Regions from separate parts of the Mus musculus genome. Here regions 1, 2, 3 and 5 are each linked to region 4. Evidence: chromatin contacts called from public Micro-C, capture Hi-C and promoter capture Hi-C data. All regions are on one chromosome and are shown on one strand. The core of a region is the stretch at or near the end of the contact, and the rest is flanking DNA. Distances in the headings are between cores, read along the strand shown.

Region 1 (2,851 bases), core at 173-2,672, 1.8 Mb after region 4:
CCACACACCCTCTGACTCCAGGTAGAGTAATATTTAGATATGTTTGGAAGCCGGATACCTAGTGTGTATAAACACAAGCACAGTTTAAGACAACTGTCTTGATGCTTTTATTCACTAACAGTTCCTTCTATCCTCAGAAGGAAAAATGCAAGCAGTATCCTAACTCAAAAGGCATCCTGAGTTTTCACTTCTACACTAACAGAGCTGCCCACTGATGACTTTATCTCCATCACAGCACGTGTGCGTTTGTGCGCTGCAGCATCCCCTCCACACCCATCAGGACACAGCGGGACGCGGAGATACTCTGTGTGTTTAGAAGAATTGACCCTCTGGACAAGAGCTTAAAAGGAGCTTTTGATCCCAACTCCTCATAGGCAGAGTCAGGCAGATCTCAGCCAGTTAGAAGCCAGCCTGGTCTATGTAGTGAATTCCACCGACAGCTAGAGCTACATAGTGAGGCTCTGCCTCAAAAAAAAAAAAAAAAAAAAAAAAGTTTCAAGTTGCAATCAAATTATTATTACCAACAAAGCCATCTTTCACCAAAGGCAACCACTGCCCCAATTTTAATTGTAAGCTCGTTTTTAAAATGCACACAAATTGCATTCATTACTCACACATGTCTGGTTCATAGCTATCTTTTAAATTTTATTTTCTCTCAGAATTTTTGGGTGTATCCTCCCTGATACTGTAATATCAAAAAGTATACTAGGATCTTGACACACAAGCAGATCTTTCAACTTCTGCTGCAATCTGGTGAATAAAAGATAGAGAACAGTATTTGCAGAAAAAGTCAAATTCCTGAAATCAATGCATGGTGAGATAGAATGGACTGGGTTTTACTATTTTAAAATTACTATGCCAGAATTTAAGCTCAAATAACTATACTTAAACCATTCATGGGAACTCTAATAGACACATTTAATATATACATGTGGCTAAGACAAGCAATTTTCCACATTTTTGAAGCTTCATGACTACACACATTCAGTAGAGGTTATTATTATTAAAATAATACTGTTTGGTTACAAATCCCACTCCTGCAGTAACAGTATTACACTTACTACATTTATGATGCTACAGCCCGAACAATCATATCTGGGTGGGACAGGCTTTTACAGTTTGCAAGTTAACGAACTGTGGCACTGCGGTACTCTCTCATGCAAGGAATGAAAAGTTCCACAAAATTCGAATGGTCATCTTCAAAGACACACGACCTCGAGTACACCGGATGGTAAACATTACATAAACAACGCCAAAGTCAACTCATAAACAAACACCAACACCGAAACAAAGCTCTATAGCTACTTCAGCGTACTAAGACGGGGTGTGGGGGTGGGGAGGGGATGCAGAGCACCTACGAGGAAAGGCTCAATTAACTGCCGCCCGTGCTTTCATCCTCCGATCTTAAACAAAAGACGCTGGATGCTTTCGGTGGAGAGCGCTTTCTGCAGAGGGATTTGGGGTTGCAAACGCCCCTCCTCCACGGCCACCAACAGGCCCCTTTCTTCCTCCTCCCTCACCCCTCCCAGCTCAAACAAATTAACATTCGCACTAAGGTACCTCCTATCAGCTCGCAGCTTCTTCCCAAACACGCCCACGCACCCTGAAACCCGCCTGCGTCTACACCGCACACGGCGGCAGGAAAAGCGCTTCGAGGGGGGCGGGGAGCCGCGGCGGCAGCGCACAGGTCCGGGCTCCCTTCCAGGTCAGCTCCCCATCGCCTCCCCGAGCCCGGTGTTTACGAGCCCGCCTAAGCCCACACAGCAAAGGAATCCCAGGCGCTGCGGGCAGCTAGCGCGGCGGTGCGGGACCCCCCTCCGTGTCCGCACGCGGCCTCCGCCGCCGCGGCGCCGCTCACCCCGCGCTCCGCGGGCGGTTCGGCCCCGCAACAGGTCACCCGCCTCGGCTCGGTGACGGGGGTGCAGGCGCCCCGGCCGAGAGGGGGTGTGGCTGGCGCGGCGGGGCCCGGCCCCGGCTCACCTGAGAGGCTGAGGCGACGCCGGGGCCTCCGCCACCGCGGGACCGCGAGCGACCCGCAGCCCGCCCTCCCGCGCCGCGCACCGCGGCCGCCGCCGCCATTGCCCGCGCCTCCCCACACGCCCGCACGCCACGCCGACCTGTGCAGCCGCGGCCGTCGCCTCCGCTTCGCCCGCGGCTCCGAGGCAATCGCTCGCCCAACCGAGCAGTCGGCGTCTCTCATTCAGCGCCTGCCGCCGGCGCTCGGGGGAGGGGAGTGCGCTGGATCCACCCCGGCCGCGCAGGGGGCGCGCGCCGGGCGGGCGGGGCGGAGCGGCGCGCGCACCAACCGAGCGCGCTCGCGCGGCCGGGAACGCCGGGTCGCCGGGGTCTCGGCGCAGTCTGCGGGCGCCGGGCTATGCCCCCCGAGGCCAACTGCCGCCCCGTACCGGTGTCCGAGGCGCGTGCCCCAGCCGCAGGCGCAGCACCGGCCGCAAGGACGAGCCGCAGGGTTCAGGACGGACAGGTGGGGCCCCGCGGCTGCTCCCCGCACGGGTCTCGTTGGCGCCTGGGACGCGGGCGTTGCTCCCCGCTCGGGCCAGAGGACAAAAGTCTGGAAACGCTTGGCCCCCAGATCAAATACCCAGCCCGTGAGGGCGGCGTCCTTAGGAGTCGTGGCGGACAAGTGGAGGGGGACTGCAAATGTGAAGAGTCACCCCACAGCCGTGGGATCTTAAATGATGGAGTCTGCACTCTAGCACATCATCATGCCGGAAGTGTTGGGTCGGCCTCTAGGTGTTAAGCAGGGTGGCTGCCGGTGGTTTAAGGAGCAAATAACAATATTTGGGATCCCCTAGTCCCGGATTGATGAGTTTCAGGTGGACTGTATTTTCAC
Region 2 (2,700 bases), core at 3-2,502, 1.2 Mb before region 4:
TCCTCTTCCAAAGGCACTGAGAGCGTGGGTTTCTGGCATCTAGAGAGAAAACTTCATCTCGAATGCCAGAAGTCCTGAAAGATAAAGCCCAGCCATGAGGTGGATTTCATGTACTAGAAAGAGACTGCTCAGAGCATAGCATTAATAACAATATATGGGCCACGTCTATTTTTTTACAGGTAAATTCTGTGCACATTTTCAGCTTGTCTCACTACAGTATTCACACACTATCTCAGCCATCACTGCAGGGTTAAGAAAGGAAAGAGAAAACTCTCATTCCCTCTCCCCCAACACACACACACAGTTAAAAACAACTTGGGAAGCAAAGCCAGGGGTTCCCCCCACCCCTCTTGCTTTTTTGTTTGTTTTCTCTGTGAAACCCTGGTTGTCCTGGAATTCCCTCTGTAGAGAAGACTGGCCTCGAACTCAGGAGACCCACCCGCCTCTGCCTCCTGAGTGCTAGGATTAAAGGCGTGTGCCACCCCCGCTTTCCCTCCTGAGTGCTAGGATTAAAGGCATGTTGCCACCCTGCTTTCCCGGTCAACTGCTCTGAAAGTCCTTCCATCTGCTTTATTTTGCAGATCCAAGGAAAGGCTGAGAGACGGGAACACACACACACAAGGCAACATCAAATAGACTATGGACGTCCAGAATCCTCTTTATAGAAACATCACACTTGTGTTTAAACCGTGAAATCACAGTCTGACCACTTCCCCCAAATCCACTCAGGAAACCAGGAAGATAGGGTCCTCCAGGTTCTGGGAATCGTGTTTCTCTCTCTCTCTCCCCGCGCCTGATCAGGGCTCCCTGCCTCTCCCCAGCCCAACCCGTCCCCAGGCTCGCTCAACAAACAAAGGGTAAAATTCTCTTCTGGGGTTCTGGATTTTCAGTGACAGATCTCCTCGAAAACCTCTGTACCGTTAAGGAAGCAAAGAGCCGAGGCCAAATGACTCTGAGGAAGCCTCAGCCTGGGTCCGAGGGTCCAGAGGTCGCTTAAGAACGCAAGCTGCAAATGCATCCTGCACCTTCGGCCCTGGCCCTCCTCCAGCCGCCGCTGCCTCCCCTCCCCCACTCCCCTTTCTCTTTCTTTCTTCTGGGTCTCGCTCGCCCCACCCTGAGGCTCCCGCACAGTTCCTCGGCCAATGGCCTCAGGGCCCCGGCGCGCAGCAGCTGATGGGCGCGGGTTTCCTGGCCTAGGTCAGCCAATCAAGGCGACTGGGGGCGGGCACAAGCTGTCAATAAAAAGTACCGAGCAGCCAGCGACCCTGCAGAGCGGAGAATGGGAGTAGAGCAGAGTGTCTGAACAGCACGCTCACCCATCTCCTCTCCGCCTCGCTCTCCTGACCTGTTCACCCATCCATCATCCGGCCGGCCACCGCTCTGGTAAGCGCACGGAGGGTCCAGGAATGTACGGCCGCCCGGGCTGTGGGGTCGCACTCTACTTCCCAGCTCCAGTCAGCTGCTGTACGGAGCGGGATGCAGCGCTCGTGCCTCCCGCGTGTTTGCAGCGTGCGGCCCGGGCCGGCTCTGCTTGGTGTTCCTAGGACGCGCTGTGAGCCAAGCTCCGGGAAGGGCGGGGTTGCGGGTTGTTTTGATCTGTTCTATACTTGCGGCCGGAGGCGCCGCCCCGGGAGGCAGGCGCCGTTGGCTGGGGTTCACGCTGAGATGGGGGCTTTCCGGTGGTCCCAGCGGGAGAGGGTTCTTGCCTTAGGTGGGCGCAGGCGCCTTGATCCTCTCTTCCTGGCGGCGCATTTGGGGGGCGTCGTCACGCTGTGGGTGGTCTGGTTGAGGATGGTGGTCCTAAGCGTTGATGGCACCACTCCCCAGCTCCCAACGCCGTGTCCTAGGCCTTTACCATATGACCGAACAATGGAGAGCCGGAGCCCCGGAGTGGCCGGCGGGCTCCGCAGTGGAGAGGCCGCGCCAAGCGGAGGCAGCAGCGGCGCGCTGTGCCTCCCGCGGTCGCCCCACTCTCGCCACCCGGCCTCTACCCTCGCCGGGGTATGGCCCCCTGGGAGAGGCCTTGAGATCTACGCGGGCCCGAGGGTCGCGGCACCGACTTTCCGGACATTTTAGTGGGAAGGCTGCTTTCAAAGTGGATTGCCCCAACTCCTCCGGGGGCGGGAAGCGGGGATCCTCCCCCAGCCGCAAATACTCAAAGAAACCAACCATTGAAGACGTAGAAGATGGAGATTCTCGGTCCTCAGAGTCCCCTTCTAATACTTTAGGCTTCGTTGCCTACTCTGTGAACTCCGGGGAGAAGTCGAGGGTTAAGATTAAATCGCACCCGTCTTATTCCAGCACCTCCCCCTCCGAACGGTCTGGGTCCCCCACTCCATCGCCCTCGCCCAAAAAGCTCCGTTGCTTAGACCAGCGAGAAATCGAGAACGAGGAGAGGCATGAACACTGCTCTAAAAAGAGGAGGTCTAGAGAGTACAACCCCAGTGCATTTGATTCTCATTGGCTGGGGTGAGTAAAAGTCAGGGCGAAGGACCCCGGGTGCATCTGGCAACCCGCAGAAACTACTCAGAATTTTAAGAACCCATTCCACTTTGCACTACAGGGACACCAGTTGGTGCTATCTATGTACACTAGGCTGCTGGCACCCAGCTGGTCTCAGGGAACCAGGGCCAGAGGAGGAACTCAGGTTCCCCTAACAGTTCATTAATGCTGGATGTGTGTGTGTGGGGGGCGGGGGGC
Region 3 (2,700 bases), core at 161-2,660, 1.8 Mb before region 4:
CTAAAGCATGCTTGTCTCCACACTTGCTTCGGATCAAAGCAAAAGGGAAGACTATCCAGGAGAGCCTTGGAGCTTTTTACACCGGAACAAAACTGCCCTCAATTACAGAGAGTGTCTTCATTACCTTTCTGTTTTCTCCCAACTAGGATTAGCAGTGAAACAGCTCCTAATTAAGGCTGAACAGCTCTGAAGAACAGTAACTTTAAAAGTGAACTTCCACTTTAATTACACATAGAAATACCGGCGGCAAAGGCATTTGCTCCCCTCAAATTCCCCTATCAAAACTAAGAGCAATCATTCTCAACCCTGGAGACAGACAAACATTTTAAAGACAAGTGTTTGAAAGTGGACCTTCAAGACTCTAATGTAAGCATGCTATGTGATAGTCCTGTCCTGCCAGGATGAGTGTTTCATTAGCGCCTCAGGGTGCAAAAGGGGGTGGGGGGGTGTTGGTCCAAAATCCTAACTGCTGAAATAGAAAAGAATCAACGGAACGAGAATCCGGTTGGACTAGAAAGAGTAAGAAAAAAAGAGAGAGATGCTAGCGTGGGACATGGTGGCCCTCACCGGATGTTCAAAGCGAGATGAATTTTAGAAGTTGGAGAAAGGAATTTCTGTGTGTGGCCCACGCTGGAGAACAGACCGTCAGCACGCGGCTGGACAGGCCCCTCAGGCCGGACCAGCGGCTCCATGGATGCGGCCCCGGAGCTGGACCGTGAGCGAGTAGTGGGGACGGGGCTGTCATCGCTTACCCAGGTGCAGCGTGAGGTTGATGGAGTTGGGGTACTGCACCCCGGCCAGCATAGTCTGGCTTTGCCACCAGGTGGTGTCGGCCTGGTTGTTGTAGTCGGTCAGGAAGGCTGCCCCGTGTTGCAGGTGCTGCTGGCCGGCGTCGCACAGGTGACAGGACTTAGTGACTCCGGTCACCCCAGTCTGCACGCAGTACTCCTCGGGCGGAGTCCCACACGTGTTGGTAGCCACCACGGTCACATTGAAGGCGGCATTAACAAACTCCGGCATGCAGCGCTGCGGCCGCCCGCCCTCATCCGCGCACTCGTCCATGGCCGCCCGGACACAGCCCGCCACAGCCGCCAGCACAGCCAACAGCGGCCACAGCCGCCCCCGGGGCTGCAGGGCCAGCGCGGCCCGCCCGCCGCCCGTCATCCCGCTGCGCGCGGGCCCTCGGCAAAGGCTGGGGTGCCGCGCTGCACTCGCCTAGCGGCGTATCCCGAGGCCGATCCTCCGCTGCGGGCCGAGGCCGGGCTGTGGACCGGGCTGGAGGCCGAGAGCCGGACGCAGAGCCGATGGGTGGGCGTCCGAGCCAAGATCGCGCTGCCTCCGCTACCTCCCGGTGCGCAGCCTGCACTGTGCGCCGACCCCCGACTTCCGAGCGCGCACTCGAGAGCGCGCCCCAGGAGGAAGGAGAAGGGGGTGGGGTCTGCCCGGCGGGGTGGGATCTGGCGGTGGAGAAAACCCAAGGCCGGCCTCCTCGGCAGCTCACGCGGGCCAGGAGCTGCTCCCCGCCCTACGCGTCCTCCCCAGCGACTCCCGGCGGCGGCGGGGGCGGCCTGGAGGGCGGTGGGCCAGAGAAGCGAGATGGGAGGGGCGGGAGCCAGAGGACCGGGCGCGAGGTGGGCGGGGCGGTGGAGTAGGAGGGTGGGGTGCGAGGAGGGCGGGACCGGCAGCAAAAGGGAGGGGGGCGCGAGATGGAAGAGGCAAGGGGTCAAGTGGGAGGACTTCTGGATGGGCGTGACTAGAGGTGGGCTGGGCGAGGGGGTAAGAGGGAGGGGCCCAAGGTGGGCGGAGAGGGAGCGTGAGTGAGGGAAGGAGGGCGGGGCGTGGGGTGTGGGGTGCTGGGCAGTGCATGCTGGGAGGGTAGGGGCTTCGGTGGGTTGGGAACCCTCATCCAGGTCTTGTACCTTAGAGGATCTTGCCCTGGAGGGTATGAGGCTAAGAGGAGGTTCTTAAAGGGAGACGCAGGTGGGTGAGGTGGCCCGGAATCTGTGTTTTTGACTTCATGAGGACTTGGACCCTGGCCCAACCAGATGTCAGTCCTTACGGTATAGCTCAGCCACTACCTGACTCTGGAGCCTGAACACAGCGCAACGGTGCGGTGGCCTGCGTGACCTCGCCCTCCCCAGCCGTCCCGGGCATTGCCTCCTGTATCCCGGGGCAAGCCCTGCCCACGCTGAGGGGAGAGATCCCGAGGTGTCCAAGGGACTGGATCCCTGTGGAACACAGGGCTCGATCTCAGCTTCAGAGTCAATTTTGTGATTTCCTTGCTCTAAATTAAAATGTGACTGTCATTTAACCGGGCAAGGAAGGAAGTGAGAAGGCTGGGAATGGAATGACATTTTCCCCTGGATACGCAGACCTGCTTTGAAATTCTTCCACTCTGTTGTTTGTGTGTCCTAGCTTGCCTTTAAAAGACTCGAAATTATCTGGATTCTGACATCCTCCTCTTCGGACCTGCTGAGTCACAGAATATTGTCAGTGCCAGAATGACTCAGTTCCCAGAGCCCGAGCCAAAAGATCATGCGTTTTAGTCTCAGATCAGAACTACCTGCAGTGCTGATAGGACCAGCAGACAGGGGAAGGGAGGGTGCTGTAAAAATGAACCAGCTGAGAGCCGGGCTTGGCAGCACACTGTGCTAATCCCAACCCAAGATGCAAAGCAGACCAGCAAAGTGTAAGCTCCGG
Region 4 (2,700 bases), core at 179-2,678:
AATCACAGAACAGTCTCAACACAAGACAAACTTACACACGGACACACACAGATACAAAAGTTAACGATCGATCGTCCTCTTCCAATAAGCCTCCAACTCTAGGTCTCAGGATGAGACTCGAGAGCCACGGCCCAGCCGGGCTGCCCCTTCTGGGGCGATGTGCTGCCCGGCAGCAACCAGTCTCCCCTACGCGCCCAGCGCCTACGGTCTCGGCTCGTCCTCGCGGCCGGGAGAGGCCCCGGCCGCACTTCGGGGACTCCCGCTGCTCAAGCTCCAGCCACTCGGGTCCCGGGGGCTCAGAAGGCCACGATGGCTGTGCTCCAGGGGCTCATGTCTCTCAGCACCGGCTTGTCGCAGCAGATCTGCCCCGGCTCGGCGGCTTCCGGGCCGCCCTCCTCCGCCTCCTCTTCCTCTCGGCCGCCTGCGGGGCTTTTCCGTAGGAGTCCCGAGAAGCTAGACCCGAAGATGCTGATGAGGTTTGCCACGTTCCCGGTCTCCATCTCCTCGTCGGTGTCGTCCTCGCCGGTGACTGGCTGCTCCTCCGAGTTCCGGCGCGGCTTCTTGAGAGGGGTAGAGCCGGGTGCCGAGCAGCTCGCGCGGCCGCCACCCACTCCCGCTGCGCCACGCTTCCTGGGACACGGGGCGGGTGGCGCGGGGGACCCGTCCTCGGAGGACCGCTCCTCCACGGCCGGGGGACAGCCGCACGGGCGGCGCACTGCCCGGGGCCCCTCGGGGCACGCGTCCGAGCCACCTCCTGAAGACGCCGCGCGCGGACGCTCCACGCGGCCCCAAGCAGCTGCCGCCGAGTCCTCCTCTCCGCCCCGGAGAGCTTCCCCCGATCCGGCCACCGCGGCCACCGGTTCTGAGCTTCCCGCTCCGGGCGTGTGGCACACGGAGGGACGCTGAGGCTGAGGCTGCGGCTGAGGCTCGGGCTCCGGCCAGGCGGCACGGGCGACCGGCGGGGGCGGCTCTCCCCAGCCGGAGGGTGGCCCGGCTACAGGCTCTCCAGGCTGCTGAGGCGGCGGCACCGCCGGGGTCCCCGCAGGGCCAGCCAGGTAGAGGCCAGGGCAGGGGTCACTCAGGTAGACTTGGCGGGCGCTGCGCAGCACCAACGACACCAAGAGGTTCTTGTGCAGCTTGATGCCGCCGCGCTGGACCCGCGAGTTGTAGATCTTGCCCAGGGAGATGCTGACGATGCGGTGAGCCTCCAGCTTGAACTCCATCCTGCCTTCGCTTCCAGACGATAGGGTGAACGCCTGCTTGCCTTCTGAAGCTGCGAGAGGAGCTGTAGGCGGGATCAGGTCTTCCTCTGTGGTTGTACCCTCGGCGTCTGAAAGCTCGGTGGAGAAAAGACCTGGTGACGCGTAGTCCCCCTCCGCCGCTTCCCTTCAGACAACAGAACCGTTCTGAGCCGGACTCTAAACTGAGCGCTGCGGGGCCACACTGCACCTTATATATGCTCCTCGAACGCCAATCACAAAGCGCCGCTAACCGTTCTGGGCGGGCAGATGTGCCTCGTGCTCCGCCCCCGACCAATCAGAGGCAGAGGAGGGGCCCCAGGGCCTGTTCAAACGTTAGTCCCGCGGAGCAAGCTCTTAAAGGGGGAGATTGCAGGCAGCCCATTGATCATGTGCGGTGGGATTTGTGTTCAGAGGCGTTGATAGAGGAGAACGAGGCCCACAGAACTGTATGTAGTAAGGGATTCCGCTTTGTGATGTACCTTAGCACACTGACTGGAACTTTCATTCGTTTAGTGTGCTGGAATCTACTGCACAATAAAATTCAGTTCCTTTCATACACAATTTCCAGCTGCTCATAGCTGTTTCAGCTGTAATTTCTGGTCATTCTTGGCAGAAATGGAAGCGATGACAATATATGACAACTAGCACGATATATTTGAGATATTATGTTGGAGTTAGCCCCTTTCCCATTAGCGTTATACTCAGCATTTAACTACAAACAAAAGGGAACGTTCTAGAAATACCCAAGCTTCTGCCTTATGAAGGAACAGAATTCAGGTACAACGTTGTTTGTTCTCACCTAAAGCTGGCATCTTTCATTTCGTTCCCCAGATTCTCAGTTATCACATATTTTAAATGGAAGATGTTACCTATTTCTCCACAATGGTTTTCTTTGTTTGTCTGTTTGTTTAATACCCCCCCCCCACACACACACACAATAAGTAACTGATCTATTTTGGGGGAAATCTAGTAAGTTCTAAAAATACAAATAAGTTCTGGTTTCCCATGTTGATTATGTAAATTGTTTTTTGTCAAGTATGGGGGGAGGGTTCCTAAAATTTTTCTGGTCAGTCAATGTAGTCCCATCCACTGAGTCTTGCAAATCCCTGTCAGAAGGACCATGACAAGATTGTACTGGTGCCTGATGGCTCTGTAAATTGCCTTATGGCCCTGAAGTTTCAAATATAAAATGAAGAAATCACAGATACACCTTCTTTATTACACAGAAGATAAATGGCAACTCTCAGAGTCAATCTAAATAATAAAGTTAACCACAGCTTACACGGTGTCTATGTGAAAGGTTTGCCTGACCCTACAATAGGTTTGGCCATTTACATGGAAGAAATACTAGTGAGAGGTAGGCTTGATTAAGAGCCAGTTCACAACCAGGATGCCTTCAGATCTGATGGTTTGGGGGATGCTAACTTTGGCCACTATTACTGCTACAACTGAAGCCCAG
Region 5 (2,700 bases), core at 169-2,668, 1.4 Mb before region 4:
ACATCTGTCTCTCTAAAAGGGTTGGTCTTTACTTTCAATCCAAGAAGATTTTAGAGGGCATGTACAGAGAACAGAGGGAGTGTCACATGATCGGGGGGGGGTTCAAGTGAGGTGTCATGGACCTTTTAGCCCCTCAAAAACAGGAGAAGCAGCCATCAGTATACAGCAAGAAGGAAAGTACCCTCTCTCTCCTTGACCTCCCAGTTGGAATTCCTCTTCCTCTTCTCCCTCCATCAGTGATTTGAACACCTTGCTCATTTATGTGTGAACCGGCCGCCTGAATCTCTGTCCCTTCCTCCAGTCATCTGGCACAGCAAGGATATCTATTCCCTCAACATCACCCATAGCACATAGTAGACTCATAACCGTGGCATGATATATTGACCTGACTGTGCTGAAATGGAGCAACATTTTAGGTAGCAGCAGAGGGATGATATGAGCATCTATCGGAGACGGGAGTCTGACAGGTCATGGGGCTTGGTGTCTACAGTCAGTGCTAGTCACATCCTTTGGAGAGAGGCTTGACTGAGGAGGGAAGGATGGTTCCCTGGACATCGGAATCAGTCACATGTTTATCCTCTGCAGACCATCATCTCCCTCCCAAGAAGGCCGTTGTTTGGGGTCTCTCTATCCTTCATTAGCTGTGCTTGATGGTGCGTACCCCAGTCACAGCTTCCTTTGGTCTCTTCTCTCTTCCACTGTTTGTGTGCTCCTGGTCACCTTCTCTGTCTGGCCATGGTTGTAAACAGAACCAGTGACTGTCAGCCCGTGGCTGGTGCCATGAACCCATCGAATGAATGGACACACTCTAGAATCCTGCGAAGGGCCCCCATGTCTGATGCTTAGCTAGCCAGAAGGCTGTGTTCCTACCTCAGTGGAACTGTACAGACAGAAGCATCAAATGGCATGTTCGCTCTACTCTTCTGAACATCTTTTTTTGATCCTGTTCTTGACAACACAGACCCCTGGTAACCCATTGTGCATGTGGCCGAGGGAGCAGTCTGGCTTGCCTCTGCACAGGGTGACAAAGGACACTGACCATTTGCTGTCTAGTTCCCATCCATGTCTATTATTTTCCTCATCTTTGAGAAAGTTGGAGCTGTGCTTGACACAAATTGCCTGGCCATTCTCAATCCTAAATCTAAATGGCTTTTTACTGAATGGGGAGGGACAACCTTGAAGCTGGACCAGGAATGTGGGACCGTGTTTCTCCCTTCCCTATGTCACCAAGCCAACGCTCCTGCCTTGGTGTGGTCAGTGGAAAGCAGATCTCACCCAGGTTGATGACCGCAGTCACACCCTTATGCTCTCTGTTCTTGGCTGAACTTCGCAGAGCCACCAGCCGCTCCGGAGGTAGCGCTTGGATTCAAGCCGTCAGCAGAGAGCCACACAGACATTGCCATCCCGTTGGAGCCTGCGGTCCTCCCCCAACTGCGTGGCTGCGCATCATCTGTCAGAGTGCCCCTCTCCCCTCCCTCTGCCTCCCCGCTCCCTCCCCTGCGCTCGCTAGCTCTTTCCCTTTTCATGAGATGCAAAGTCCGGCGCAGAGCAGAGCCCTCCAGAGCAGCATGGTGCAGGAGCTCTTCTAGGGGCCCGAGGTGAGGCGGCCACGCTCCACTACCCTCACCCATGTACCAGGAGAGGGCCGACTCTGTCACTCAGGGTTTCACCGAGCCATGCACTGCTGTTGCCGGCACCAGCCACATCTTTCCAGCTGCGCTGCCCACCGCCAGGCAGGTAAGATGAGAATGCCTGTTTCTTGCAGGGTCTGGATGGATCCCTGGGCCGGCCCGCTGAGGCTTACTGGGAGAAGCAGGACAGACAACAGAGAGCAGAAAGGCACGTCCTCCTCTCATAATCTCCACTTATTTTCTCTCAGAGCTGCTCGGAGCAGGGAGGGCAAGCCCTGTTACCCTGATCCTAGTAAGGATGCAGGAATAGCATTTCTTTCTAGTTAGTGGAGGGTTCTTTCTTTCCTTTCCTTTTTTTTTTCCTATCTGCCTCAGCCTCAACTCCTCAGGACCCCCAAAGTCTGCTTTCTGTCAAACAAGGATCCTGTTTCTGGCCTCAGATTTCTTGGCGGGGAGGGGGTGTCCCTGAAAATATTGTCAGTTGATGTCTGCACGGTGCCACGGGTTTCTTATATTTATTTCCATTCAGCTCAGCTGTTGTTTGGAACAGGGGTCGCTTGCACAGCAGCCTGGCTGCACATAGCATCTGTCTTGTTTCTAGTCAGCCAAGCAGGTCAGCTCTGCTGGTGACTAACACTTAGTGACACATTCCGATGCAAAAGGACTCACAATGACAGTGAACTGGAGGGAGATTAAAATGAATCCAGGGGTGGGGGTGCCAGTTCCTAAGTGGCAAGTTAGGGGCACACATACCAGCAACAGGAGGTGATGGCTCCCTGGCATGGTAGCTGCTGATTTTTTTTTGCTGGGGGGGGGGGAGACAGAAATGGGGGGTGTCATGTTGGGGGAAGGAGGTTGTTGGTTTTTCTTGCTGTGTTAGAACGACTTAACATCCACCTATTGTCTGGCCATATACTGAAGAGTGGGCTTTCAGGTTCTGGTGTGTTCTGTCTGACTTTGTGAGGGAGGCTTCCAGCTGCAGAAATGCCATGAAGCTTAACCTAGCCTGCAACTTGACTTAAGTTGGGGGCCACTTGTTCTTACAGATTTGGAAACCTTTAGGGTTTTC

Evidence for each region. Promoter capture Hi-C pulls out the DNA fragments that hold promoters and counts their contacts. A called contact is a pair of places that touch in the nucleus more often than the background predicts. Capture Hi-C pulls out chosen DNA fragments and counts their contacts.
Region 1: a contact with region 4 is called in a promoter capture Hi-C map of pre-B cells, with 4 times the contacts expected there. The contact joins the promoter of 4930439D14Rik here to the promoter of Ier5 in region 4. A contact is called at or near these places in 2 of 39 promoter capture datasets (cranial neural crest and pre-B cells).
Region 2: a contact with region 4 is called in a Micro-C map of embryonic stem cells, with 3 times the contacts expected there. The contact joins the promoter of Glul here to the promoter of Ier5 in region 4. A contact is called at or near these places in 5 of 39 promoter capture datasets (cranial neural crest, embryonic stem cells, liver and 2 more), 5 of 484 Hi-C or Micro-C datasets (B cells, CD4 T cells, the G1E-ER4 cell line and 1 more), 5 of 115 datasets of contacts at active chromatin or transcription factors (astrocytes, embryonic stem cells, extraembryonic endoderm stem cells and 2 more) and 1 of 9 other capture datasets (liver).
Region 3: a Micro-C map of embryonic stem cells shows a contact between it and region 4, with 4 times the contacts expected there. The contact joins the promoter of Lamc1 here to the promoter of Ier5 in region 4.
Region 5: a contact with region 4 is called in a capture Hi-C map of embryonic stem cells, with 2.6 times the contacts expected there. The contact joins the promoter of Rgs8 here to the promoter of Ier5 in region 4. A contact is called at or near these places in 2 of 39 promoter capture datasets (cranial neural crest and liver), 1 of 115 datasets of contacts at active chromatin or transcription factors (embryonic stem cells) and 1 of 9 other capture datasets (embryonic stem cells).

Annotation. Positions count from the first base shown.
Region 1 is chr1:156,937,372-156,940,222 of GRCm38.p6, forward strand. It overlaps 4930439D14Rik (a long non-coding RNA gene), which reads left to right and starts at 1,423. Exons shown (of 2, transcript XR_003948625.1): 1 at 1,423-1,687; 2 at 1,756-2,824. It overlaps Ralgps2 (Ral GEF with PH domain and SH3 binding motif 2), which reads right to left and starts at 2,255. Exons shown (of 19, transcript NM_001159967.1): 1 at 2,118-2,255.
Region 2 is chr1:153,898,677-153,901,376 of GRCm38.p6, forward strand. It overlaps Glul (glutamate-ammonia ligase (glutamine synthetase)), which reads left to right and starts at 1,253. Exons shown (of 7, transcript NM_008131.4): 1 at 1,253-1,383. Gm38440 (a long non-coding RNA gene) reads right to left here and starts at 1,100. Exons shown (of 2, transcript XR_387481.3): 1 at 919-1,100; 2 at 1-74. It overlaps Mir8114 (microRNA 8114), which reads left to right and starts at 1,250; the gene lies at 1,250-1,360.
Region 3 is chr1:153,331,376-153,334,075 of GRCm38.p6, forward strand. Lamc1 (laminin, gamma 1) reads right to left here and starts at 1,411. Exons shown (of 28, transcript NM_010683.2): 1 at 753-1,411. The coding sequence starts at 1,164.
Region 4 is chr1:155,098,208-155,100,907 of GRCm38.p6, forward strand. It overlaps Ier5 (immediate early response 5), which reads right to left and starts at 1,429. Exons shown (of 1, transcript NM_010500.2): 1 at 1-1,429. The coding sequence starts at 1,223. The coding sequence ends at 297.
Region 5 is chr1:153,651,619-153,654,318 of GRCm38.p6, forward strand. Rgs8 (regulator of G-protein signaling 8) reads left to right here and starts at 1,419. Exons shown (of 7, transcript NM_026380.3): 1 at 1,419-1,737.